Linked DNA regions of Pan troglodytes: region 2 is linked to region 1. The links are chromatin contacts, called in public HiChIP or PLAC-seq maps. All regions are on one chromosome and are shown on one strand. The core of a region is the stretch at or near the end of the contact, and the rest is flanking DNA. Distances in the headings are between cores, read along the strand shown.

Region 1 (6,465 bases), core at 2,210-4,709:
CTAAAAAAAAAAAAAAATGCAAAATAATTAGCCGGGCGTGGTGGCGGGTGCCTACAGTCCCAGCTACTCAGGAGGCTGAGGCAGGAGAATGGCGTGAATACGGGAGGCGGAGGTTGCAGTGAGCTGAGATCGCACCACTGCACTCCAGCCTAAGCGACAGAGCGAGACTCCGTCTCAAAAAAAAAAAAAAAAATACTTTCCACAATTTCATACCTGGCTATCTATCATATCTGCAGCACAAAACCTGAGGTTTCTGTGTACCTTAAAATAAGTCAGATTCCTACTCTTTCCATTTTTTAGGTCCAAAACTCAAGGTGTTAAGAGTTTGGTATGCTGTATTTACCAATATAGGCTGGAGAATTGTGGCTGAATGGCCATAAATCATTAGGATCTAAAAAACCCAAGTGGGGAGTTTGCTTCCCAGAAAGAACCCTTCAGAGCTTCTTTTGGCTTGGAATGTATCAACAGCAGATATCTGCAGAACAGACAAGGACAGGCACGGTGCTCAGGACTCTGCCCTCACTTCTCCCTTCTTCTTTTCTCATAGGAAGGACCATGTGAGGTGGCCAGCAGGGACAGAAGCTGATTCTGGTTCATCCTGGTACCAATCAAAGGGAACAATGACACCAAACAAACAAAAGTAAACCCTAAAACTTCAAACACTAAACCCTCTGCAAGCTCCACCCAGGAAAAGAGGTCAGAAGAATTTCAGGTAGAGTAGCTTTAGGGACAGCAAAAAGAAAAACCTGGTGGCCTACCTGGCCTTGACAGGAACATGGTAAGAAAGGAAAGGAAGTATCTGGGGCTGTTCCCACAGCAGCCAGTCTCAGACACCCAGACTGCTCCTGGAAACTGTTCCTGGACAAAGAGAGAATCAAGGCCATCTCTGACAGGTGACTGAAACAACTCATTCTTATTTATCAGCCCCAAGCATTCTAATCCTGTTGTTTGTGAGCAATGCAAATGTTGATTTAGTTTCAGCTTTTAACTTCTATCCCCAATCTCTCTGCTGGAACTACTACTAACTTGGAGAGCAAGCTCCCCAGGATAGGAACAATATCATCTTATTTCCCTTTAGAAGAAAAGTTGCAAAAGGTGACGGCCTGATCCTCAGGTCTGATATTGACAGAGGATCCCTAAACTCTCTTTTGCCCAAGGCTTATCCCTGGCCAACCTTCATAACTGGATAGGTTTCAGTTTTCTCTGTTTCCTTCCCCTATCTGCCCTCTGAGAATTTGTTGCCACTTGGAGAAACGTCTATAATATGAATAGTGAGTTTTTTTAATTTTTATTTCATGAGATAGAATCTTGCTCTGTCGCCCAGGCTGGAGTGCAGTGGCGCAATCTCGGCTCACTGCAACCTCTGCCTCACGGGTTTAAGCGATTCTCCTGCCTCAGTCTCCCAGGTAGCTGGGATTACAGGCACGTGCCACCACGCCTGACTAATTTTTGTATTTTTAGTAGAGACGGGGTTTCCTCATGTTGGCCAGGCAGGTCTCGAACTCCTAGCCTCAAGTGATCCACCCCTCTCAGCCTCCCAAAGTGCTGGGATCACAGGCGTGAGCCAACGCATCTGCCTGGCCAACTTTTTTTTGTTTGTTTGCGATGGAGTTTTGCTCTTGTTGCCCAGGCTAGAGTGCAATGGAACAATCTCAGCTCACTGCAACCTTTGCCTCCTGGGTTCAAGCGATTCTCCTGCCTCAGCCTCTCAAGTAGCTGAGATTACAGGCATGTGCCATCACGCCTGGCTAATTTTGTATTTTTAGTAGAGACGGGGTTTCACCATGTTGGTCAGGCTGGTCTCGAACTCCCGACCTCAGGTGATCCACCCGCCTCGGCCTCCCAAAGTGCTGGGATTACAGGCATGAGCCACCTTGCCTGACCTCGCCAACTTTTGAGAAGACAAGGGAGGGCCCGCCTCTGGCTATAAGCACACAGTCCAGACGGGAAATGGGGACCGACTGCTTACAGCACAATACAGTGGGAAAACCAGGGGTTTGAATCCTGGTTCAGCAACTTTGGGAAGGTACTTCACCTTTCTGAGCTTAAATTTTCTCACTTATAAAATAAAAATGACAATCACCTGTCTTTTGTGGAGGTGCTGGGAGGATCAGCAAAAGTGTTCCAAGATGCCACACACTGCGTGGGCACTGGGAACACAAACACACTCCACAAGCTCGGAGCTTTGGACCAGTAACAGAAGATTGACAGCTCAATTACAATACAGTGTGGTAAGTGCTAATGTAGGGAAACAGCACAATGCCTGGAGATGGGTGCCATTATAATTATTTAAACCTTGTCTATTTGTCTATAACCAAACAGCATTTGAGATAGCTCTATTGTTTTCATCTACTGATGCTCCGTGATTTATTTTTTTAATTCTCCTTCTTCATCCCATTAGGATATGTTTCCATTCAAGCAAATGCCAGGCTGAAAGGAGGGTGGGTGAAGGAAAGAACGTATTCCAGGATACGCTGGTAAATTGTCTTCTCTTCCCCAAGAAAAGAGTGGCTTCCAACCCTTGGAATTTTTCTACAGTAATGTTTTCAAGTAGGGAAGGGCCAACCAGACAACTGATTTTTGTTTTAAGTTCAACTAGTGATTTTGTTAAGCTCCTATGGTTGAGAATAGTGTTCTACACCCAGCGGATGGCTGTTGGGTTTCGCAACGCCAAATTCCCTCTTCCAAGTGTCATAAGGTATGTATTTATCCTTACGGTTAAAGTAAATGAATAGACATATTTTTAAGAATTTAGAGATAACTGAAGGAAACCTCTAGAGATAACGAAGAAAACCCTGCGTGCCACAAATCCCAGAGCCTGGAAAACCACCTACCTGAAGAAACCACTTATGAGCCACTCTACTTCTTTGTGGGTCCTTAGGTACTTTTCGTTAGCAATCCGAGTCTGAATCTGGGGGGCAAGAACAAAGGGTCACTTCCATTAGGAGACAGATTCAGGGTTCAGCCCTGGAGATGTGAAGGGCTGCGGGAAACGGCGTGCGCATTTAACCCAAGTCTTTCCCCAGGATGCTTGAAAGTTTAAGCCACCCATCTTCTTACAGATAAAATATCATTCTGCCGCCTGTTCAGGATGAGGGGCCTTAACTAAGGTCGGATGTGTCTGGCAGTAATTTCGGCCCATTTCTCTGGCCGAGTCCCTGAGTTAGTTCTTTCTGCACTCTCAGATGCCCGTCGCGCTCTGTGCTGGGATCAGACGCCTAGAGGTCCGCCGGGGGTCTCCCCTGCGCCCTCCCCACTTTATCAGGGAACAGGCTCCCGCTCCCCTTCTCTCGGCGGCTCTCTTCCCAGTCTGGGGCCCCAGTCCTGGGGGAGCCACACTTTGGTGGACGCTGGATGGGGGCGCGGGCGCACCCACCTTGAATTTTCGCAGCTGCTCCAGCTGCGCTATGCTAAGCGCCCCGGGGTCGGGCCGCTGCAGCAAGCCTGGCAGCGTCTCCATCTTGCTGCGGTCGTCAAGGCGACCGGCCGCGAGCTGACGAGGCCCCGCCCCCGGCCCCGCCCTGCCCCCAAGCCCGGCCCCTTCAGCGAAGCGGGGGCTAGGGGCTGAGGGAACTGAGGGGTGAGCTCCGGGGCGGGGGCTTGGGGGGGTGGGTCTCTAAAGGATCGCCTTTCCCGGATTGAGGGACTGATTTCTGGACTTAATTGTATGTGGAATGAGCCCTTTTTGACCCCACCCAACTTCAGGGTTTTTTTGTTAGCTCTAGAGTAAAACAGGAAAAAAGGTCTCCCCGAATCTGCTTCCAGACTCCCTCACTTGGACAGAAGCTAGAGGAAGCCTAGTACTGGGGAAAGAGAACCCAAGCTTCTTCCCTTTCCACTGGCCCAGAAGCCAACCCGTCCCTCTGTCCTGTACACATTCGACACTGGAGCCGTGGATTCTTCAAACAACGTGGAAGCACCCCAGAACATAGAGTGAGCTGAGTTCTGCAAAGGAAGGAACGTTCTGTCCGACTAAAGATGCTGGAAAGGACCTGGGGGACATTCTGCCAGAATTTCCCCCTCTTGGACTGACTTTTTTGTGTAGATTAACTTTCTCTTCACCCTGGGCTCCTCATAAATTCTAAATTATTTTCTTCCACTCCCAACTGAATACGGGAGGAGAAAGGGAATTTGGTCTTCAAGATTTGTTCTTCTAGTATCTAATTAAGAAGAGAAAGTGAAACATAAAGCCAGAGAGCTGAAAATAGCCACGAGAAAGGGCATGAGCCTGTCTGTCAATACACACATGCCGAGCTCCTACCCCCACAGAGATCGTGCTCAGCAGAGGCCTTCTGAGAAGCAGGAGAAAAAAGGGAGGCTGTCTTCTCAGATTTGTGAACAACTGCCCTAAGGAGCAAGAAAATACCATGAGAAACAAGCTCAGCATTAGGCCCTGGCGGTGGAGGGGTTATCATTGGTCTGCTTCTGTCCTTTCCAGCAAAGACTGAGGAAAAGAAGTGAAAGTGTTGGCAGTTCCCAAGCCAGGAAAAACCACAAGAAGTAAATTAGATAGTGGGCTACAAGCCACTTCCCAGGAACCCCATCTTGGTTAGTGATCATTTTGGTTGATTGTCTTTTTTTAAGAGAGAGAGTTAATAGAGTGAGAGAGAGATAAGCTGCCATCTGTCAGAAGTGATTTTTTTTTTTCCCGGCAGGAGCAAGAGGTTAACCAGAGATAATGGTTCCTCTTGGCCAAGATCTGTCTTTTCTCCCCACACTCCCTCCAGAGAAGCTGGTGGTGGCACCTCCAGAGCTGTGCCAGCCAGTACAGTCACCACAAGCCACCTGTGGCTCTTGAACACTTGAAAAGTGGCTGTAGGTGTTAAATGTGCAGCAAATATAAAATACACACAGGATTTTGAAGGCTTGGTATGAAAAAAATCTCATTAATAACATGTAATTGATTTACATGTTGAAATAGTATTTTGGATATATCAGGTTAAATAACATTTATTATTAAAAGTAATTTCTCTTGTTTCTTTTTGCTTTTATATATGGCTATTAGACATTTTTAAACCATATATGTGGCTTGTATTATATTAGACAATGCCAGAGCCTGGACCAGCAAACCTACACACTCAAACACACACAGGCATGCACAGTGTTCTCTACCTCCCCACCTCCAAGTAGGAAATGATTGATACCCTCCGTCTGCCAATCTGTGATCTTCTTGTGCTTTGATAATCAATCAAGCCTTTCTTCACTGATCACATCCTATGACCCAAATGCCCATGTATGAGAGGGGCTACTTTTTGTTTTTTTAACAGCGTCTCAGTACTCACTATTATGTATTGTGTTGGCCTGTCTTACCTTCCACTTGAGGTGGAAGCCACTTGAGGGCAGGAAGGTTATAGAATCAATTCTTTGTGCACTCTCATAAATTCTGCTGCAGATGTCTTCACTCTGTATTCAATCAGGGAAGCCAGTAAGTACTTCATGACTAGCCACTCTGCCCACACATACCACCACATTTTGCCCTTTCTGAAAAATATCCCAATTATCCAGCATTTCTCATTTCCTAAGAATCTAAAGCCAGGATCAGAGCTCTCCCTTTATAAATTCAATAATCTTTTTATGTAGGGCAGCCTAGGTTTGACTGCAGAGGAATAAAAAAGAGGGTGAGCTTGGGGGTGGTGGGCAGAGAAAGTATCCTGGAAGCCTCTCTCTCTCCTAGAGAGAAACTTTCCAGAATAGGCATCTGAGTCTCAGGGCTCCCCTGCCTTTACCTCACAGGACTCCCATCCCATGGCCTGAAAGAACACCAGAGATGTGTTCACAGTCACTCAGCAAGGAGAGTATGATGAGTGGTACCACTCTTCTCCCCTAAACCCTGCCTCTTCTCTCAGACTGACACCTTTGGGGACCACAAACTAAGCAAAGGACTGGACGCATTTTGCTGTCTGCAGCTGTCTCCCCAATTACTGACTGGGAGGAGGAGTGAGGGGAGTTCATTTTAATTCATTTTTGTGAATGTTTAATATTTCAATTAATATGATTAGCCCCAAGCCTGAATGAGCAGCAGGGTGGCAGATCTGCTGAGAAGACATAGAGTAATGAGATCAACAGGGCCATAGGGTCTTCCCCTTCTCCATCCTCAGAGGACATGATCTGTTTAGCATCTCCATAAATACCAAGATCAGATTAGAAGGCAAGGAAAGGAGCAGTGGGGGTGGGGTAGGTGAGTGGAAAGTTACTTTCAAGATGTGTGTGCCCTTCTTGATTCCCTGGCTCTGCCGTCATTCGCTTCTTCTGAGCACCCACCACTGAGTCCTCTAGCACCTCCCCCCACTGCCACCCCATCTTAGGGGACCCTACTTGGGGGACCCGGGCATCCATGTGATGAAGTGTAATCAAGTCTACACACATACACATTCACTCAAATGCAAGCACCTGCCAGAGCGTGGCTCCAGGCCACAACAAAAAAACAGGCTAAGGAAGGATGGGAGGTGGTCCACAGAATCAAGC
Region 2 (6,465 bases), core at 1,867-4,366, 180 kb after region 1:
GATTCCTGGGGGTTGTCCAGAGCCATAAATTCTGTCTGCAAGTTGGCTCAGAGAAGAGGAATCCAGGACAAGGCCTGTGTCCTGACTGTTCACCATCTCCTCCCCTCCCTTAAGGGCCCAGGAATGTCTCCAAGATCAGATCTGGGCAATGATTACTTCATTCCCAGCTCTGGAGTAAAATAAGTCTCAAGTTCAGCCTAGAAAAAAGGAATAAAAGGGAATTTCTGTCTCTCCCTTGCTCTAGAGGTCTCTGGTTAGCTTCAAACTAACCTATGATGGAGACCATCTGAATTCCTTGTCCATTATTTTCTCTTAGTAATTTTTTCTGCCCCACCAGACAAACAGCAAAAACATCAAGAAAGAGTAAAAGGGGCCAGATGTAGTGGCTCATGCCTGTAATCCCAAGCCTTTGGGAGGCCAAGGTGGGCAGACTGCTTGAGCCCAGGAGTTCGAGACTAGCCTGGGCAACATGGTGAAATCCCATCTCTACCAACAGAAAAAAAAAAAAAAATTTTTAGTCAGGTGTGGTGGCATTTGCCTACAGTCTCAGCTACTTGGGGAGACTGAGGTAGGAGGATCTACTGAAACCAGGAGGTGGAGGTTGCAGTGAGCTGAGATCATGCCATTGCACTCCAGCCTGGGCAACAGAGCAAGGCCCTGTCTCAAAAAAAGAGAAAAGAAAAGAGAAAAGAAAAGAAAGGAAGAAAGAAAAAAAATAGTAGAGGTTAATGATTCATTAACACTGCCAGTGCCAACTTGGTCTTAGACTTCTTTCCGGATCTCTTTTCTATATAGCAAGCAAGCAAAAAGCAGCCCAAACATCCCTCTCCTTTATTTATCTCATACCCTTTTCCCTCAACTATTCCAAAAGAGAGAGCAAGAGCATGGAAGAGAAGCTATAGGTGGTATGCATCTGAAGTCCCAGCTACTCAGGAGGCTGAGGCAGAAGGATTGAGGCCAAGAGTTCAAGGCTGTGGTGTGCTATGATTGCACCCGTGAAGAGCCACTGTACTGCAGCTCCGGCAACATAGCAAGACACTCGTCGCTTAAAAACAAAGAGCAGGGAGTAGGACTTGTGGCTGACACATAATGGATAGATTTCTTCCATCTCTTCAGAGTCTCATAGCTGGGGATGTGGCAGGCTACAGAAGAATGGGATTTGGGCAACTGGGGTTGGCCAATAGCAACATCTGTATTTTAATGTGGCAAAAACACTCATAGCCCAGGCAGAAATGGAGAGGGGACTGGGAAAAGAACTAAATGACCATCTGTATTCTAAACCTGAAATGAGTTTGAAGAAGAGCCATAATCTAGCTGCAGTTGGGTTAGCTCTACCTCAAGAGCAGGATGAGGCAGGCAGAGGGTAAGGGAATCAGATGTGGGAGGGGGGATGATACACAAGTTCCCCATCACCTTAGTTTTCATTTCACTCCCACCCACAATAGCTTGGAAATTGATGAAATAGTACACACCTAATCTGGGTTAAGTTCCCCAAAAGAGCCTAGAAACACTCAGCCACAAATTACCCTCCTCAGCCTCTGGAGAGGAAAAACCATATGGTCAGCTAGGGTGGGGAGAACTGGGACTGGGAGCCAGAGAAAGAGGAGAGAGGGGTAGACCAGCCTGCACTGGATAACGCCCCCTTTCTCCGCAACCCTCTCCCCGTCCAGAAGCCTTCGCTTGGGTCACTTCCCTCCCCTTCTCGGCCCGGGTTCTGCATCCCCTTCCTCCACTATCCCAGGGCCTGGCGGCTGGAGACGGAAGCAAAACTAACACACCGTCCCAGGAAGCTATCGGCAGGCAGATAGAGGGAGGAAAACAAGAGAACTACAAGGGGGAAGAAGGAGAAATCCAAGACAAGAGGTGACCCCCGGGCGGAAAGCCCTATCCCTTAGCGAAAGGTAGAGTCCCTAGCCAATCTCGGAATAGTTTGAGTCCTACCGTCCCCTACTTGCCCCCCACCCTCCAGTCCAAGCCCTGTAATTTACTCTACCATTTTTCTTGTTACTGATCATCCAAAGCACCATGATGAAATTCTTTGGAGGGCCTCGGAGGTCACCAGGACCCTCGACCCACGGGAAAGCCTAAGCCTCCTCGGCAGGACACAACGTCCAAAGGCGCTCAGGGACCCAGTCGCTTGAGCTCATTCTCTTATGACCCAATGTGGCTGCCCACAAGACGCCTGAGACCCGCGGCCCAAGCACGGGCTCGCCGGCGCCGAGTCCCAGGCAGGAGCCGCAGTGTCCTACCAAAGGGCAGGGACGCCCTGAACCCTCCAGCCTCAAAGGAGTCTTCACCCCGCGACTCCCACTGCCCGTCGCAGGCAAAAGAATAAAAAGAGAGAAGCGCCCCGCAGGGCTGACCGCGCGAGCCGGGCACCAGGTGATGTCAGCGAACCCGGCGCGGGGCACGGAAGGGGCGGACTTAGAAACCGGGAATACAAAACGGAGAAGACAGCGAGAGCGCTTTTTCTTACCGCCGCCTGGTCCTCTGGGTGCACGTCCACCAGGGTACACCAGTTCCGCGTCCCGTTCATCTTCCCTCGGGGTCGCAGCACACACGCCACTAGTCCACCCCGCTGTCTGGCTCCAACTGGGCGGGCGCGCGCGGAACCGCCCCCTTGTATAGGCCCATCAGGGGCGGGGCTGAAGATAGGCCGCGCCCCCAGTTCGCGGTTTCGCAGAGAACTAACGATAGGCGAGGAGGTGAGGTGGGCGGAGCCAATGGGTCTGGGACATGCCCCATCGGTGCTCGCATAGATTTACACAAAGGTGGGGCTTGGGAGCGACATGGGGCTGCTTTAACTGAACAGCATTATCTGGAGTATGTGGTTGCACTTCAACATTCTTCATTAATCTTGTCGCTTTCCATCTTTCCAAGATCAGTGTTGGTCAGAGGGAATCACCCTGCCTGCTCCTAGTGGATGAGGAGTTGGAACCTGCAAAAGCTTCCTTCCATACATGCTCCTCTCCCTATACGTAAGCCACCTGTAGGCTTTGTGGAGCTGAGTAAACCTTTCCTCCACCGCAGAAAGGCAGGCACCAAGGTCCAGCTCACTCAGACTGGCCTAAGCCAGTCTGGCAGGTGCACTTCCTTGGCAAGAGGCCCAGGAGGCCCAGTCAGCTTAGGCTCTGGGTGGGGCTTGTTTTGCAGAAGCTCTTTTACTGACGCTGCCCTTATATAGTTGGGAGAGGCGGGACACATTGCCTTAAAAGGAATTTGTGTTCGTGAGAAAGGATGAGCCTTGACTTTTCCAGTTGCATTTTCTCCCCAAGCCTAGGCTGGGATCTTGAGGGCCTAGAAGAGAGGGTTGGCCAAGCAGGACCCTGGAGCTTCGTCCCCGCCCAGCTGCTCTTGGCAGATGGCTTCTTCACTTGGCTGTGGTCCACAGAGACAGCAGACAGAATACTTTAGGAGGAGGTCTGACCCACTCCTGAAGGGATAGTACTCCTATACCTGGCAATAGGCTCTAGTGAAGGGCCAGCTCCCTCTTCAAGGCAACACTAGGGCAGGAACAGCAGAAATGTCCCTACCTCCCAGTTAGGGACTGGGTCCTATGTCAGTTAGGAATGAATGAGGATTTTTCTACCTGGGAAGTGAATGCTGGGGTTATCACTATGACCCAAGGGAATAAAACCCAGTTCTGGTCTGTTCTACTCTAACCCTCCAAAAAGGCATTTACTGCTGGCCGGGCGCAGTGGCTTATGCCTGTAATCCCACCACTTTGGGAGGCCGAGGTGGGCGGATCACAAGGTCAGGAGTTTGAGACCAGCCTGACCAACACAGTGAAACCCCATCTCTACTAAAAATACAAAAATTAGCTGGGTGTGGAGGCACGTGCCTGTAATCCCAGCTACTCAGGAGGCTGAGGCAGGAGAATCGCTTGAACCCGGGAGGCAGAGGTTGCAGTGAGCTGAGATCATGCCATTACACTCCAGCCTGGGTGACAGAGTGAGACTCCGTCTCAAAAAAAAAAAAAAAAAAAAAAAAGGCATTTACTGTCCTTGTTCTTCCCAGAAGGTTGTTCAGGAGAGAAGAGAATGGGGCTGCTATAAACATCTCCAGGTTTCGTAGGTCCCATCTGCTCTGTTCTAAAGGGCCTCTGAAAAGTCAGGTGAAGAAAACTCCAGCTTCGGCTCCTAAGCTGTACAGTTAATATGACTTCATAAAATCTGGACCTCCAAATATGCCAAGAAAAAGAATGAGAAGACAAACCAAGGATTTCAATATAAATGTGTAATTTTAATATTTAATTTAAAATAAAACCAAGGCTGGATTGGATTGGGAAAGAATGTTTGATTTGCAGAAGAATATAGGAATTTTTTTAATCACGACATTACAAGTCATTCGTGAAAACAGCCTTCCTCCTGTCACCGGCTCCCTATACAACCTGCTTAGGAAATATGGAGGTGAATCATCCCCCTTACCTCTTCCCTACCAGGGCTTGGTTCTCCCCAAAATCCAAAGGAGAAATAAATGTCTTCCATTGCCTCTTCCCATTTTTACAGTCAGCTTCTAACCCCTTGCAAAGCCCTGAATCAGAGCCAAGCACCTCAGAAAATGAGGGTCCCTTGGTTCTCTTATTGAAGTTGGGCACATGTGGTCAGAGAAGCCCCATGGAAGGCCACAGGGACTGACACCTTTACTTTTGGAATTTGTGCAGACAGTTGTCAGGGCTCCCAGGTGCAACCACCTTATAACCATATCCACAGTCACAGAGGAGGGAGAGGAGGAAGGATGAAAACCCTGAGCAGGACCAGACCCCCGCCACTTTATCATGACCCTACCAAAGTCCCTCTCCCGGGGGTCATTGGCAGAGAAACCCCAACAGCTCTCTCAATCGATCACTGGGGCAGCAGGGAAGCCTGAGGGCCCTGGCTGGGGAAAAGCTGGTCTTTGGAGAGGTATGAATGTGCAGATATAAAAAGCAAGAAGAGCATCCTTATCTCCTTGCCTTGGTAAGGCACTGACAGGAAAAATGCAAGGTAGGAATGGCGAAGAGGGGAAGGGAAGAAGACAAAAATATAGGAACTGGAGGGGTATGGGGACTACCGCATGGGCCCCATACTTGTGCAAAGAAATGGGTAGAGCCATGCCTGCATGTCTGTTACCCATAACATTCCCCTCACCCTGCTCCAGAGTGGAAGGAAAATGAGTTGCAGGAATCCAGGGAGCACAATAACATAGGGTATTTCCCTGAGCCTTAGGGTTAAGGGCTAAAGAATAAAGCTTTATACACATGGCAATTTCTATCCCTTCCTATCCTTCTCAGTCCCCATCAGCCTAATGCTGACCATCCTTCCACTATAAGAGAGATGAGGGAGGTGTCGGCACTTGAGGAAAAGGCTCAGTTGGCTTGAAATCTCCACTCCTACAGTGGAAAGTCCATCTATCAGCTTATTGCTGATGATTTTTTTTTTTTTTATCACCATCACTCTGACCCCTCCCTGTCTTAGGTCTGAATAATTGGGTCACCCATAGGAATGCAGAACCCAGGGTGGGCAGAGCAGAGCAGCACTTGCTGGGATAGGCCTCGAGCCTGGTTTCTGAGTCCTTGAGGACCACGAGCTAACAGGAGCTGGTCTGTAGGTTGCTCTCCGTAAGCAGTGATGCAATGGACGAGGGATCGTAGACACTGTCGAATTCCTCATCTGAGCTCAGCCCTTCGTTTTTGAGAGCTGACTCAGCAGCTGAGCGGGAAGCTTTGCGCCTGACTCAGAGAGAAGCATAATGGTTGGGGAGGGGAAAATAGAAATATTAAGACAGCTACCCTTTTTGTACAAAGGAAACCCCAATTCTTCTAAGGCCTAAAGTTTATTCACAAAATCCCCAACTAATCAGATTTGGGGAGGTACAGGATGGTGGCTGAGATACTAATAAATAAATATACTGGCTTCCAACCAGAAACAAGTGACTACACAGTACCATGTTAGAGATTCTCCTCCTTATCCAGCACAGGAGAGACCATTCCCTCCCTGCTCTAGTGTCCCTATGGAGCAAGGGCAAAAGGGTAGCCCATACCAGGAGTCCTTCTCCAGAGACTTGATCCGGGCCTGGAGCTGTTCATTGACCTCATGCTGCTCCTCCACCTCACGCTGGGCCTTCTTCCTCAGGCCGTCCAGTCGCTCAATTTCCTCTTCTGCTTCATCCACCTGACGCTTCAAAGCCTTCACCCTCAGGCTTAGCTGGGCAGGATACCAAGTCCACACATTTGAATAGCATCTACTACCATGGCCTGGGACCCTCCCCCATAACAATCTTGACAAGGTATAATTGCCGCTGGAAAAATGTGGCCTTGGGCAAGTTCCTTAACCTCACATGGTTGTCTTAGGGATTAAATGTATTAACACATGTGTAATACTTACAGAACCTAGCACATCATAAGCACTCAATATATACGCTTACTATGACTTCTCTAGTCTAGTCTTTTCAATCTAATCTCTGTCCTTATACAAGGAAAGTCTA

Evidence for each region. HiChIP or PLAC-seq counts read pairs in DNA pulled down with a chosen protein or histone mark.
Region 2: an H3K4me3 HiChIP or PLAC-seq map of stem cell-derived excitatory neurons shows a contact between it and region 1, with 3 times the contacts expected there. The contact joins the promoter of TUFT1 here to the promoter of RIIAD1 in region 1. A contact is called at or near these places in 3 of 7 Hi-C or Micro-C datasets (blood, induced pluripotent stem cells and stem cell-derived neural progenitor cells) and 1 of 1 datasets of contacts at active chromatin or transcription factors (stem cell-derived excitatory neurons).

The regions. Positions count from the first base shown.
Region 1 is chr1:97,480,493-97,486,957 of NHGRI_mPanTro3-v2.0_pri, forward strand. RIIAD1 (regulatory subunit of type II PKA R-subunit domain containing 1) reads right to left here and starts at 3,460. Exons shown (of 5, transcript NM_001159766.1): 1 at 3,377-3,460; 2 at 2,835-2,911. The coding sequence starts at 3,460.
Region 2 is chr1:97,662,932-97,669,396 of NHGRI_mPanTro3-v2.0_pri, forward strand. It overlaps TUFT1 (tuftelin 1), which reads right to left and starts at 3,117. Exons shown (of 12, transcript XM_001172458.6): 1 at 2,477-3,117. The coding sequence starts at 2,536. CGN (cingulin) reads right to left here. Exons shown (of 21, transcript XM_513800.8): 20 at 6,022-6,185; 21 at 4,222-5,710. The coding sequence ends at 5,569.